2 separate regions of the Sus scrofa genome follow, and region 1 is linked to region 2. A link is a contact called in public HiChIP or PLAC-seq data. All regions are on one chromosome and are shown on one strand. The core of a region is the stretch at or near the end of the contact, and the rest is flanking DNA. Distances in the headings are between cores, read along the strand shown. Region 1 holds the start of HMGN4 (high mobility group nucleosome-binding domain-containing protein 4). Region 2 holds the start of LOC110261483 (histone H2A type 1).

What was found. HiChIP or PLAC-seq counts read pairs in DNA pulled down with a chosen protein or histone mark.
Region 1: an H3K27ac HiChIP or PLAC-seq map of alveolar macrophages shows a contact between it and region 2. The contact joins the promoter of HMGN4 here to the promoter of LOC110261483 in region 2. A contact is called at or near these places in 1 of 5 promoter capture datasets (liver), 10 of 47 Hi-C or Micro-C datasets (alveolar macrophages, embryonic fibroblasts, fetal skeletal muscle and 6 more) and 1 of 2 datasets of contacts at active chromatin or transcription factors (alveolar macrophages).

The regions. Positions count from the first base shown.
Region 1 is chr7:20,995,632-21,001,828 of Sscrofa11.1, forward strand. HMGN4 (high mobility group nucleosome-binding domain-containing protein 4) reads left to right here and starts at 3,282. Exons shown (of 2, transcript XM_001928253.7): 1 at 3,282-3,466; 2 at 5,756-6,197. The coding sequence starts at 5,834. The coding sequence ends at 6,106. It overlaps TRNAR-ACG (a tRNA gene), which reads left to right and starts at 2,361; the gene lies at 2,361-2,433. TRNAV-CAC (a tRNA gene) reads left to right here and starts at 3,001; the gene lies at 3,001-3,073.
Region 2 is chr7:20,727,240-20,733,002 of Sscrofa11.1, forward strand. LOC110261483 (histone H2A type 1) reads right to left here and starts at 3,227. Exons shown (of 1, transcript XM_021098433.1): 1 at 2,701-3,227. The coding sequence starts at 3,150. The coding sequence ends at 2,758. It also overlaps the pseudogene LOC110261489.

The DNA.
Region 1 (6,197 bases), core at 2,032-4,531, 270 kb after region 2:
CTATGAACTCAACACACAGTCTGATTGACTCTATGAAGTAAGCCCCAATTTCTTTAATAGGATAAGATTAACCATAGCATTATTAATGCACTTGGAGCTGAGATAATCATGGAACATCACAGTCACACCTAACATGTCTTTGACCAAACTGCAGTGGACATTTAGAAAGACAGCAGAGCCAACAGTATTTGGTTTGAGTTTTTCCTCTGATTGGCTGCTGTCAAAATTTGCAGAGACATTCTAGTAATTCAAAGCAGTTGACTTGCAAGCAACTTGGCTAGTAAAAGCCCAGTTATTCAGTTAAACACTAACCTAGATGTTGCTGTGAAGGCATTTTGTAAATGTGGTTAACATCTGATTAGCTGACTATAAGTAAAAGAGTTTATCCTCAGTAATGTGGGTGGGCCTTAGCCAACAAGGTGAAAGACTTTAAGAGCAAAGTGAAGCTCTTCCTAAGGAAGAAGAAATTCTGTCACAAGACTGTAGTAGTATCAGCTCCTGCCTGGAATTTTCTAAACTCCTAGCCTGCACTACAGATTTCAGATTTGTCAGTCCCTACAATCATGTAAGACGACTCCTAGAAATATATGTGCTGTTCTGTTTTTTGTCAGTTCAGTTTCTCTTTTTCTGGCTGAAACAACCACTGAAAAAAAGACTGGAAGCTGGAAACTGGAACTCTCAGAGAAAAAGACCCAGGAGAAAGATCTCTAAGAAGGAAGTGAAAGCGAATGTCAGCTCATGTCAGAACTTGAGTAGAGAAATTTAAGGCAGCCACGAAAAGCTTTCAAAACCTGTCAAAGGGAGGTCTTTACAGACACTGAAGACAGCAAATGTGAGCACGGCCTCCCAGCTGGCTGAGTCGAAGGCCATTTTAGAGGTGCAAGATGGGACCTGTGACTTCCAGGAACTCCCTAGAATCTGGCCTTCTCATCCTGGCTATGTGATGAGGATAACAATAGAACCAAGAGGTACCCAGTTTGCTTCCCTTGTGCTGCACCCAGCAGGCTTGCAAGCCCTATACTTGCTCAGCTTCAAGACAGAAGAAAAGGCCCAGAGTCAGTAACAGAGACATCAGCGGTTTAATGGATGGGGGAACTCAGGGGTCTGAGGCAAGGCCCCAGAGGACACCCCACCATGTGCAGCACACGGCAGTAGTCTTAGCTCCCAGGGGAAGAGGGAGATTACCAACTATAGGGAGAACTGACCTCAGGTTGACAGGTCAATTACCAGGAAAACCAGCAGAGGATCACACCCTTCACCACCCCTTTGATAAGCTATCTTGGTGAAGTTCTCATCTAAAGATTAGAACAAATACTAGTTGGAGCTGGGGCAGTAAGTAGGCATTTACTGATTAGGCTCTAAGATTAAGAGGGAAGGTCAGTTCCGTGGTCTAGTGATTAGGATTCTGTGCTTTCAAGGCTGCAGCCTAGATTCAGTCCCGGGAACTGGGATCCGTGTCATGACGAATTTGCTTAAGTAAATTTGGGGAATAAAGTTTTTTCAACCATGCAAGAAGATACAAGAGAGATATATTGCCACCGTACAGTGGCTTCCAATTTCCTACAGAGTAACAGCCAAAGTTTTTACAAGGGCGTACAAGGCCAAGGATCATTTCCTCGAGGTCTCCTAGCGCTCTGCGCTCAGCACTGGCCTCCGCCACATTGCTGAAATCCCCAAGCGCGCTCCCACCTCCAGGCCTTTGCCCTGGAGATTCCCCCTGTTCCAGGTCGCTCTTTCCCCAATACCCACATTTATCTTTCATCACCTTCCCTGCTGGGTTTTCCTATTCCTTTTCCCGTTTGTTTTATTCTTCCCTCTAAGTGCTTATCACTATTATTTTATTTATTTAGTGCTTTATTACCGTCTTCGCTACTTCCATACAGTCTTCTTCAGGGCAAGGATGACATCTATTTTCTTTCTTTTGTGAAAAAAAAATTTTATTTTATTTATATTACTCAATGAATTTATTACATTTGTAGTTGTATAATGCATTTCCATCCCAAACCTCCAGCATCCCCCTACCCAAATCTATTTTCTTGACAGTTGTATTTCCGGTACCTTGAATGGTAATATCGGTTGAATGAATGAATTATTGAATGGGGGTGATACTGAGGCCGAGAGAGTGCCAGGCTTGCCTCCTACCGCCATTTTTCGGTTGGTTCAGACACACTGAGACAGGACTACAGACACTGGGGGACGCGCGTGCAAGCAAAGTGGCTGCCTGGGAGTCCACGCGCTGCAAGTCTGAACTAGCTAGGACAACGCAACTTGCAGGCCCAGGCGCAGACCGCACCGCGTGAAGCAGCGCCGCCGCCTTGTTTCTGATGAAGGCATGCCCGCCTGAAAAGTGTACACACGCCGGGCCAGTGGCGCAATGGATAACGCGTCTGACTACGGATCAGAAGATTCCAGGTTCGACTCCTGGCTGGCTCGATGTGCGTGGTTACTTTTTACTTACCTCCTCTGCCTACCGCTGAGACGTTCGATCAAGTTAGGAAATCCTTATAAAGTGAGGTGTGCCTGGAAGTCTCGGGAGCGAGAAAGCGCCAGTTTTAACCGCAACGGGAGACGTCACTCCTTAGCAGAGCAATTCCGCGTACGGCCATGAGGTGGCGCCAGCGGGAGAAATGCGCGCGGGCCGGGTGTCACGCCCAGCTTCGCCAGTCCATTCTAACTAAAGGTAACATAGTAAACAAAGGGAAAGAAATTAAAATCTAGTTCAGACTGAGAAATGGTAGTGAAGGGGTTAAAGTCGCATTCGTTCTCCCCTATCCAGCCATTTCCGGAATAAATTATTAAGAACTCGGCTCCAGATCTATGCGCCCTACGGGCTTGGCTTTCGCATTTAATTGGCTTCTCTGATTTAGGAGAATGGTACACAGACGCCAAGTGCACGTTAACGACGGAGATTTACAGGAACGGAGCAAATGGGCAGCGGAGGCATGGGGGTGGGGAGTTCCGTAGAATGAACTACCAGTCGGGGAAAACCATCACCGCAAGGTTTCCGTAGTGTAGTGGTTATCACGTTCGCCTCACACGCGAAAGGTCCCCGGTTCGAAACCGGGCGGAAACAAACGTTTTTCTACCACCATACATTTCCTTTAAACCATTTATTTGAAAAAATCATAAATACGTTTCCCTCCTTTTCTTATCTCACTTGTCCCGGCCTGTGGTGCTGTGGCGACACTATTCAAAGTAGGTCCGGAGTCTGCGGCCCCCGGAGGCGGACACTAGTATCACGAGGGGAGAACCGGGCTGTCCCCGACTGCGACGCGAGGTGGCCCGACGCCCGCAGCCCCGGAAGCGCATCCCCGCCTTGCCTTGCCTTCCTGTTCCCGGCTGTGCCGGGCTCCGGGCGTCTCTCCACGATCGCAGGGTTCACGCCGGCCCTGCCCCAGCCGAGGGCACCTGCGCAGCAGGCCGGCAGTCGGGAGCCCCGCGCCGCTCGGACGGCCGCGAGACTCGGGTAAGCACCTCGGAAGGAGGCCTTTGCGAGCGTCTCCGGAAAATGGGGGGAGTGCGGCCGCCCTGCCTAGATTCGGGACCCTCCTGCAATCCGGCCCTCGTAGTGATGAGGTCACCTAGGGTCCCCCCCACCTCCGCCTTGCCTCCCATTCTCAAGAATAGCGGAATTCGGGAGGGGAGGGTCATTACAGGCCCTGCTGGAGTGAGAAGTCTCCAGGGAAGCTCTAGGGCAGAAAAAGGAGAAGCAAGAAGAGGATTTGAAAGCATAGGGCCCGCAGGGCTGTGGCCCTGAATAGGTCTGCCACTGGCCTGGGCTCTTTCTCCCCTCTCCTCTCCATCTTAGGCGGCCTCACCTCTGAGAATCCCCTCCTCAGTGGCCACCGAAGGGCTGAGCTTTCCACCACTTGGGCCTTCTGCTCTCCCTGTCAAAAAGAAAAAAGCATCCCAAAGTTAAGAAATAGACCAACTGTTGCATATTGCCTTGAGTCTTGAGAAAAGTCCCTGGCAATACCTGTTTTAAATCAGGACTTGGGCCCTGGTGTTTGGCCTCGTACCTCTGTTTCTGACATGGCCTGCTTCAGTGTTAATGGAAGAAAAACATTATACAATTTGTATAAAATTATATGTATGTAACACCATACAGCTTCAACATAGCCTCTAGATTTTCTTCTTAGGTGTATTATTATTACTGTTGTTGTTACTGTTTCTAAGGGTAACCAAGCCTAGTCTCTCAGATGGCAATGTTCCAGATTCCCTCAAATGACTGATATGAATGTGATGTTTTTATAACCATAAGACAAGTAAGAGCAATACTTACGTAATGAACTGTTTTCCTGGTTTTTTTTTTCTTTCTTTCTTTCTTTTTTAAACAGGCAACTTGTATAAGCATCCCTTCCCCAGCCCTGTCACTCCCTCATTTTCATACTTTCTCTGAAAGACACATGCTTTTGTCATCTTGTTGTTTCCCTTCTTAACAAGGCAATAAGTTGGACAGGTGCTCGATGCAAATTTGTCTAAGACATTTCCATTTAAAAACCCCTCTATACCACTCAGAAATACATGTGAGTTCATATGGTGCCTTCCAGGAGCAAGGGTCTCAGGGTCCTGGAGGTGTTGGGTTTTGTCCTCTCCATCTTTCTCTGAGGCCAAACCACAGGAATACTTTTTTTTTTTTTCCCCTTACCCAAGGCTGTTTATTTCTGTGCAAAACCATGTTTCTCTTTTGTACAAAGAGCACCCCACCGTTACCTCTCCCTCTCTGCACATGTCAGTGCCCTAGGCCTGAGAGGCATTCCCCCAGGAGGGGGCTGAAGTAAGGCCCCACCCATCAGCCCTTACTCTCCCTGCTCCCGCTCAGGAGACAAGCAGACTCAAGATGAAAGAGAAAAAAACCATGGGAAAAAGATTTTGAGAGTTCCCGCTGTGGCACAGTGGGTAAGGACCACAGCCGTGGTGTAGGTCACAGTTGTGACTGGAATTCAGTCCCTGGCCAGGTAACTTCCATATGCTGCAGGTGCAGCCATTAAAAAAATAAAAAATAAAAATAAAAAAGTCCCACCGTGTTTGTGAATGCCAGCTATAAGCCTGGGTCCTAATTATTCAAATTCAAAATCACTTTCTGTGTTTATTTGTTCCACATCTGCTGGGCCCTTGATATTGTCAGGCAACTTAGTTGTCTCCAATCTGATGGATGTGAAATGTTATATCTTGTGGGTTTTGTATTCATGTCCCATATTACCAATGAAGTTTACTCTTTTTTTTGCTTTTTCACCATTCATGCTTTTTCTAAGAAGTAGTTATTAACCCCTTTGGCCCATTGTTTTTAAATTTTCATTTTGTCCTTTACTCACAGATCTGTAAGAATTCTTTCAGTATTATGGATGCTAATCCTGTCAGTTATATATACTATGAATGCCTTTCTCCAGCTTGTAACATTTTTTTTTTTACTTTTTTATGCATCTTTTTGTCATATACAAATTACTAATTTTAATATAGTCAAACTTGAAATTTTTTTACATTATTTTATTTATTTTATTTTTAGGGCCACACCCCTGCGGAATATGGAAGGTCCCTGGCCGGCCTATGCCACAGCCACAGCAACACCAGATCTGAGCGGCATATGGAAGTTACACTGCTGCTTGAGGCAATGCCTACCCCACTGAGCAAGGCCGGGAATCGAACCCTCATCCTCACAGATACTTGCTGAACAATAAGAAGTCCCAATTCGAATTTTAATGTAGTTAAATTTGTCCGTCTTTTTATGGTTTACATTGTTCATGTCTTGTTAAAGAAATCTTTCTAGGAGCAGTGAGGAAGACAGAAGAACTCCTTGGGCTGGCAAAGCCATCTGCCAAGCACTGCTGCCACCATGCCTAAGAGAAAGGCCAAAGGAGATGCTAAAGGTGACAAAGCGAAGGCGAAAGATGAGCCACAGAGAAGATCGGCACGGTTGTCTGCTAAACCTGCCCCTCCAAAACCAGAGCCCAGGCCGAAAAAAGCCCTTGCAAAGAAGGCAGAGAAGCTAGCGAAAGGGAGAAAGGGGAAAGCCGAAGGTGGCAAGGATGGGAACAACCCAGCCAAAAACCGAGATGCCTCCACAGACCAGTCACAGAAAGCAGAAAGCGCTGGGGATGCCAAGTGAAGCGTACTTTTCAATGGCTCTGTACTTCCAGTGACTCTACTGTTTGAAATACTATTTTTTACATCAAATTTTATTAAAAGGTAGAGTTTTT
Region 2 (5,763 bases), core at 1,977-4,476:
ACCTTTCTCACACCCCTAATATAATAGAGGCCTAAGGCAGTGATATTAAAATGCTGACACCACACCCCAGTCCAAAGTGTTCAATAACTTTCTTTCACAAATGTGAATTTCTTCCATGCTTTGGTTATAAAAATATCTGCTAAAGTTTTATTTTGGAACTGAGCAGAATCTCTGCAACTAAGGAATGCCAAATAAAAAGGAAATTTAAAAGGCAGAGTTCGTTCTTATTTAAAAGGTTGAAAATGTTCAGTGTATATAATGCTGTGTGCCCCCAAATCAGTACATACATTTATCCAATAACAAACCTATGAAGTGGGTAGTGTTATCCCCATTTTTCTGATAATGTTCAAATTGTTTTTTTAAGATGACATATTAAACAGTAAAGCTGGGATTTGATCCCTGGCTAGCTAGCCAGCATCCAAATACTTCCACCTTCCAGAATACTCTAGAAAGATTAAAAAGGATGTGGATTCTAAGATGGTGCTACTTTTTTCTTCCTAGGCACTGGACAAATGCACTAAATGAAGACTTAAAAGCCAAATCCATGTCCCTTAGCTGCGGAGAGGGAGAAAGGAGCAGTTTGACCCAGCCATTGTCCTCTGTGCATCAGCAGCAATGGACACATTTACTTTTAAAAGCTAAGAAGCCCTGTAACCTAAAACACCTTTTTAATCCTACAGATACATGCAATATTGGGGTGGGGGGGAATCAAAAGAGTGAACACAAGAGCTAGCACAGCTGTAAGAGCAAAAACCAAGATTCTTGGACAGCAGCAGGGACAAGAGTTGGGGCAGGGCCATCAACTTGGTTTAAGCTAAGGGCAATGGTGCTTCTGACAGATCCCTTATATGGAATAAAGATCTGTGCCAGGCAGAGGATTGTAGTAGTCTGGCAAAATGAGATGTTACAAATAAACATAAAGGACACACAGATGACAAGATTTACTTTTTCTAATGCAAATATTATGTAACCCAAAAGCCTTTTAAAACTCCAGCAAGCAAATAAATACAAGTAAACTACGAAATTCATTTTATCTTGTGTTTTCTGTGGGTTTTTCTTGTAGGAGAGGGATCCAAATTATTTTACCAGGCCCTACTAACTTCTGCCTCAGATGTCAGAAAAGGTTGTTTAAGTAATGGGTGGAAATAGAAACGGAGGCAAAAATCTTTGGAATTGGTGGCTGTCACGGTAAGTGTATTAAGTCTCACGTTTTGGTGTAAAATCCGTTCGTTCAGGGAAAAGCCTACGAAACTCCTTTGTTCTGCCTCCTGTTGTGTTAAACCTCAAAAGTCGAGGAGAGTAGAATAACCAATGTACACTGAGTATATTCTAGTGCCTTGTGACACAGCTCTCAAAAGTGAAATTATAGTTGGCTCTGAAAAGAGCCTTTGGGTTTAAGATTGACACTTGAAACTGGTTAACTTATGCCCTCTCCCCACGGATGCGGCGAGCCAACTGGATATCCTTGGGCATGATAGTGACACGCTTGGCGTGGATGGCACACAGGTTGGTGTCCTCGAAGAGCCCCACCAGGTAGGCCTCGCACGCCTCCTGCAGCGCCATCACGGCCGAGCTCTGGAAGCGCAGGTCCGTCTTGAAGTCCTGCGCGATCTCGCGCACCAGCCGCTGGAACGGCAGCTTGCGGATCAGCAGCTCCGTGGACTTCTGGTAGCGCCGGATCTCGCGCAGGGCCACCGTGCCGGGCCGGTAGCGGTGCGGCTTCTTCACGCCGCCGGTGGCGGGCGCGCTCTTGCGGGCCGCCTTGGTGGCCAGCTGCTTGCGCGGCGCCTTGCCGCCGGTGGACTTGCGAGCGGTCTGCTTGGTACGAGCCATAACTAACAAGCAAGGAGTTTGTCTTACAGCAACTAGTGAGAAGGAGTCAGCCACCGTTCTTTTATACAGCTAGACCTCCGACTATTGGGCCCAAGAACATTCAAACGTTCCCGCGCCCTCCCCTGATTGGTCTACTTCTGAGCCTGTGGGGCTCAAGAGCGGCTTTCAGATTGGTGAATGAGTTCACCAAAAAGACTCTGACGCCCTGACGTCATCTTATTTACCCTTTCGCCTCTATATCTATTGTGGACAATAATCTTGCATTCAAAAGCCCTAGAATTCTTAAAATTTACAAAATAATCGCACAAAACAACAAGAACTTCGTCAACGGGTTTTGTTGAGTTCAAAAACCAAAGATATTTTAGAAATGCTTAGGGAAATTTACATTTGGGTAGCATCTAAAATATTAAGGTTTTCTTGGGTGTGGCACGAATATTGTGGACAATCAGGGAGACGATTTTGAAACTAAAGGGGAGTGTCAAGGATCTATAATTTACTCTCATCTACTCGATAAAATGTGTAATGCTTTTATAAACTCCTGAATCTAGATGCATATTTATTTTTGTGTTGCATTTTTGACGAAAGTTAACCTTAAAGAAATCTGTGCTTATCACTAATAACCTTCTCTCACTCAGAAGGAAAAATCCCAAGCTCTCACCACTGGGACAGGGATGGCAGTTTAGAGTAAAATGGTTATGTCACAGGTAAAGTCCTCAAGAACAATTACTGGGGCTAAAGATTTCTTTCGGGTAATTCACTTGCTAGCTTTGACTTCTACCCTGGTACCGAAACCTTCATATAAGGGGAGAGTAATTAAAAGCATAACAGCTCTTTAAGTAGAAAAGATGGGTGGCTCTGAAAAGAGCCTTTTTTTTTTTTTTTTTCTTGATAGGAAGCAAAATACCTTGCCAAACAAGTAATACTTTACTTGCCCTTGGCTTTGTGGTGGCTCTCAGTCTTTTTAGGGAGCAACACTGCCTGGATATTTGGTAACACTCCGCCCTGAGCGATGGTCACCCGACCCAACAACTTGTTAAGTTCTTCGTCGTTGCGGATGGCCAGCTGCAAGTGGCGCGGAATGATGCGAGTCTTCTTATTGTCGCGAGCTGCATTGCCCGCCAACTCCAGGATCTCGGCGGTAAGGTACTCCAGCACTGCCGCCAGGTACACCGGAGCCCCAGCACCAACCCGCTCGGAATAGTTGCCTTTGCGGAGCAAGCGGTGCACTCGACCCACGGGGAACTGAAGACCAGCCCGAGAGGACCGAGTCTTAGCCTTAGCGCGAGCCTTACCACCCTGTTTGCCACGGCCAGACATAACTGCTAAGGAAAACAGAAAGCCTTTCTAAACAAAAGAGAAAGCGAAATAGAGCGAAGATGAGGGCGAAAGAAGTATTTATACTAACTGGAGGGAGACTGCGTGCAATTCTCCCATTGGCTATTATTAAATAACCAATGGGAGATCAGAACCAGAATCCTTCATTTGCATACAGCATTCCCATCTAGTGTCAGTTCTGTTTGCTCGTGTATTATCTTGTCTGATGTGTCTTTGTAATAGTAACAACTGAATCTATTTAGTTTTCTCAAAGTGCTATCCTTAAACGCAGTCAGATGCAGGAATGATTATTCTCATCGTTCTTACACTTGGCTACTGGGATTGTGACTCATGATTTTTGGAAAGGCATACACACATAACAATTTATAAATAGGTAACATTTAAAGGATAGGTACTTCTATGCCAGGCATTGCTTTAACTGTTCCAGCTCTTTAACTCTTGCAAAAAAAAAAAAAAAGAGGTAGACAGGAAACAAGCAATTCTTTGTCCTGGTCCAAGTCTTCTTAAACTATTTGAGCAATGGAAACTGAAGGCAAGAATTGGATAATCCAGCAAATCTTCCGTTTTATTCATCTACCGCCTTTAGACGATATATGATCCTGGAAGGTACGCACAGTAAACACTATCCTCGTCTTAGAGATTTTGAAACAGAAAGACTCAGTTTGTTCACTTTGTCCAAAGTAAACCTGAGTTAATGGGACCAAGGACTCTGAACTGAGAAAGTCGTCATCATTCCCCAGTGCCACTGCCAACCGTCTTACCCTCATTTTCTCACTTTCATGCCAAATACCGTATTGTAAGTACTTCAGTAAACTCCATCTTCCTACACTGGACCTCTTGCTCTTAGAAGGCTGAGAACTTTGCAGCACATAAGTACATGAAGTCTTGGGACTTTTAGGAAATAAGGGAACAAACACATAGCACAGAAGTACTCAAAATGAGATTAACGATGGAGTTCCCATTTGGAGCAGCGGAAACAAATCCGACCATGAGGATGTGGAGTCCAACCTTGCCTCTCTCAGTGGGTCAGGCCCTGAGCTTCAGTGTTGGTCGCAGACCCAGCTTGATCCCAAGTTGCTGTGGCTGTGGTGCAGGTGGGCAGCTGTAGCTCTAATTCGACCGGTAGCCTGGAAACTTCCATATGCTGCACATGTAGCACTAAAAAAAAAAAGAGAGAGAGAGAGAGATTAACATATGTATTATTAAACATTATACTAATATTACTGTAGAGTCTGTCTGGTCTTAAACCATCAGAAAATCAAGAGAGGTTATGAACAAAACTCTTTTTTCTCTTAATGATACATGAGATAGAAATAAATGGGGTCCTGTCAGTGACTTCTTAGCACAGTAGCAGCGCGTCAGTCTCATAAATGGGGTCCAGATGGAGGCAAATTATTATTTCATGACTTTTTTTTTTTTTAGGGCCACACCCACGGCATATGGAAGTTCCCAGGCTATGGGTTGAATTGGAGCTGCAGCTGCCAGCCTATGCCACAGGCACAGCAATGCTAGATCCAAGCCACTTCTGTGACCTACCCCACAGCTCAGGGCAACACTGTATCCTTAACCCACTGAGGCAGGCCAGGATGGAACCTGTGTCTTCATGGATACTAGCTAGGCTCATTACCGCTGAGCCACAACAGGAGCTTCCTATTTCAGGAATTTTTAAGGGTGGAAGCCTCAAAGTCTGCTGATGTCAAACAGGATAGTAAAAGGAACAAGAACCTGTATGTGAGAAAAATTACTACTAAGCCAATTCTGTAAGAGGCCCATGTTTTCATCCAGGCAACCAGACAGGAAAGTAAAGATGTTCATTTTCTGTTTCTTTTTTACCTTCTCTCAAGTCTTCTGACTTCTATGGTTTTTAACAACATTCAACTTCCTTTTTAGTTTTTATCATTATCTTCACCATCAACAATAGCAATAAACATCAGTAATCACTGTCTCAGTGCCTTTGAAATGTTTCAAAGATGGTGGAGATGTAAAAAGATAGGTTAGATACGCAGGTTCTGAGTCTCAGATGCTGTCTCAAAGATTTTATCCTCTCTTTTGAAAAGGGCAGGGAGGGGTGCATATACCTGAAATTTAAGTAATAAACCATATTCTGCATTCCAAACTGGAGGTTTTAAGCAATTTATGTTAAAAGGAACACATGGAGAAGAAGATAATCATTGTGAATTAGAAAGTCAAGAGAACTCAAGAAAGAAGTACATTCAGCATTGGTTCAAAATACATTTGCTGAGCACATGTTAAGTGCCAGAGAGTGTTCTAGGTGACAAGATCATGTGGAGAGGAAAGAAGTTGTGGTTGTTGGGGAGGACATTTTTTTTCCTCTGCTTTTCTAGGTTTTCTGGCTTGTCTAAAATTAAATTGATATGAGACATTAACAGGAAAAAAATCAAATTTAATTTCTGGGTTTGTGGCCATAAGAAAAAAGGACAAGTTAGACAATTGGGGCCTGAGAGAAGAAGGGATTAGGGGTTTGGGATTTCGAAAGGTAGGGAGGTAATTCATAGGAAGATGAAGAAAAGCAAATGTTTTGTAAATGAATGTTTGCAGGGCCAAACAGAAGAGGAATTTTAGTAAACGGTCTTT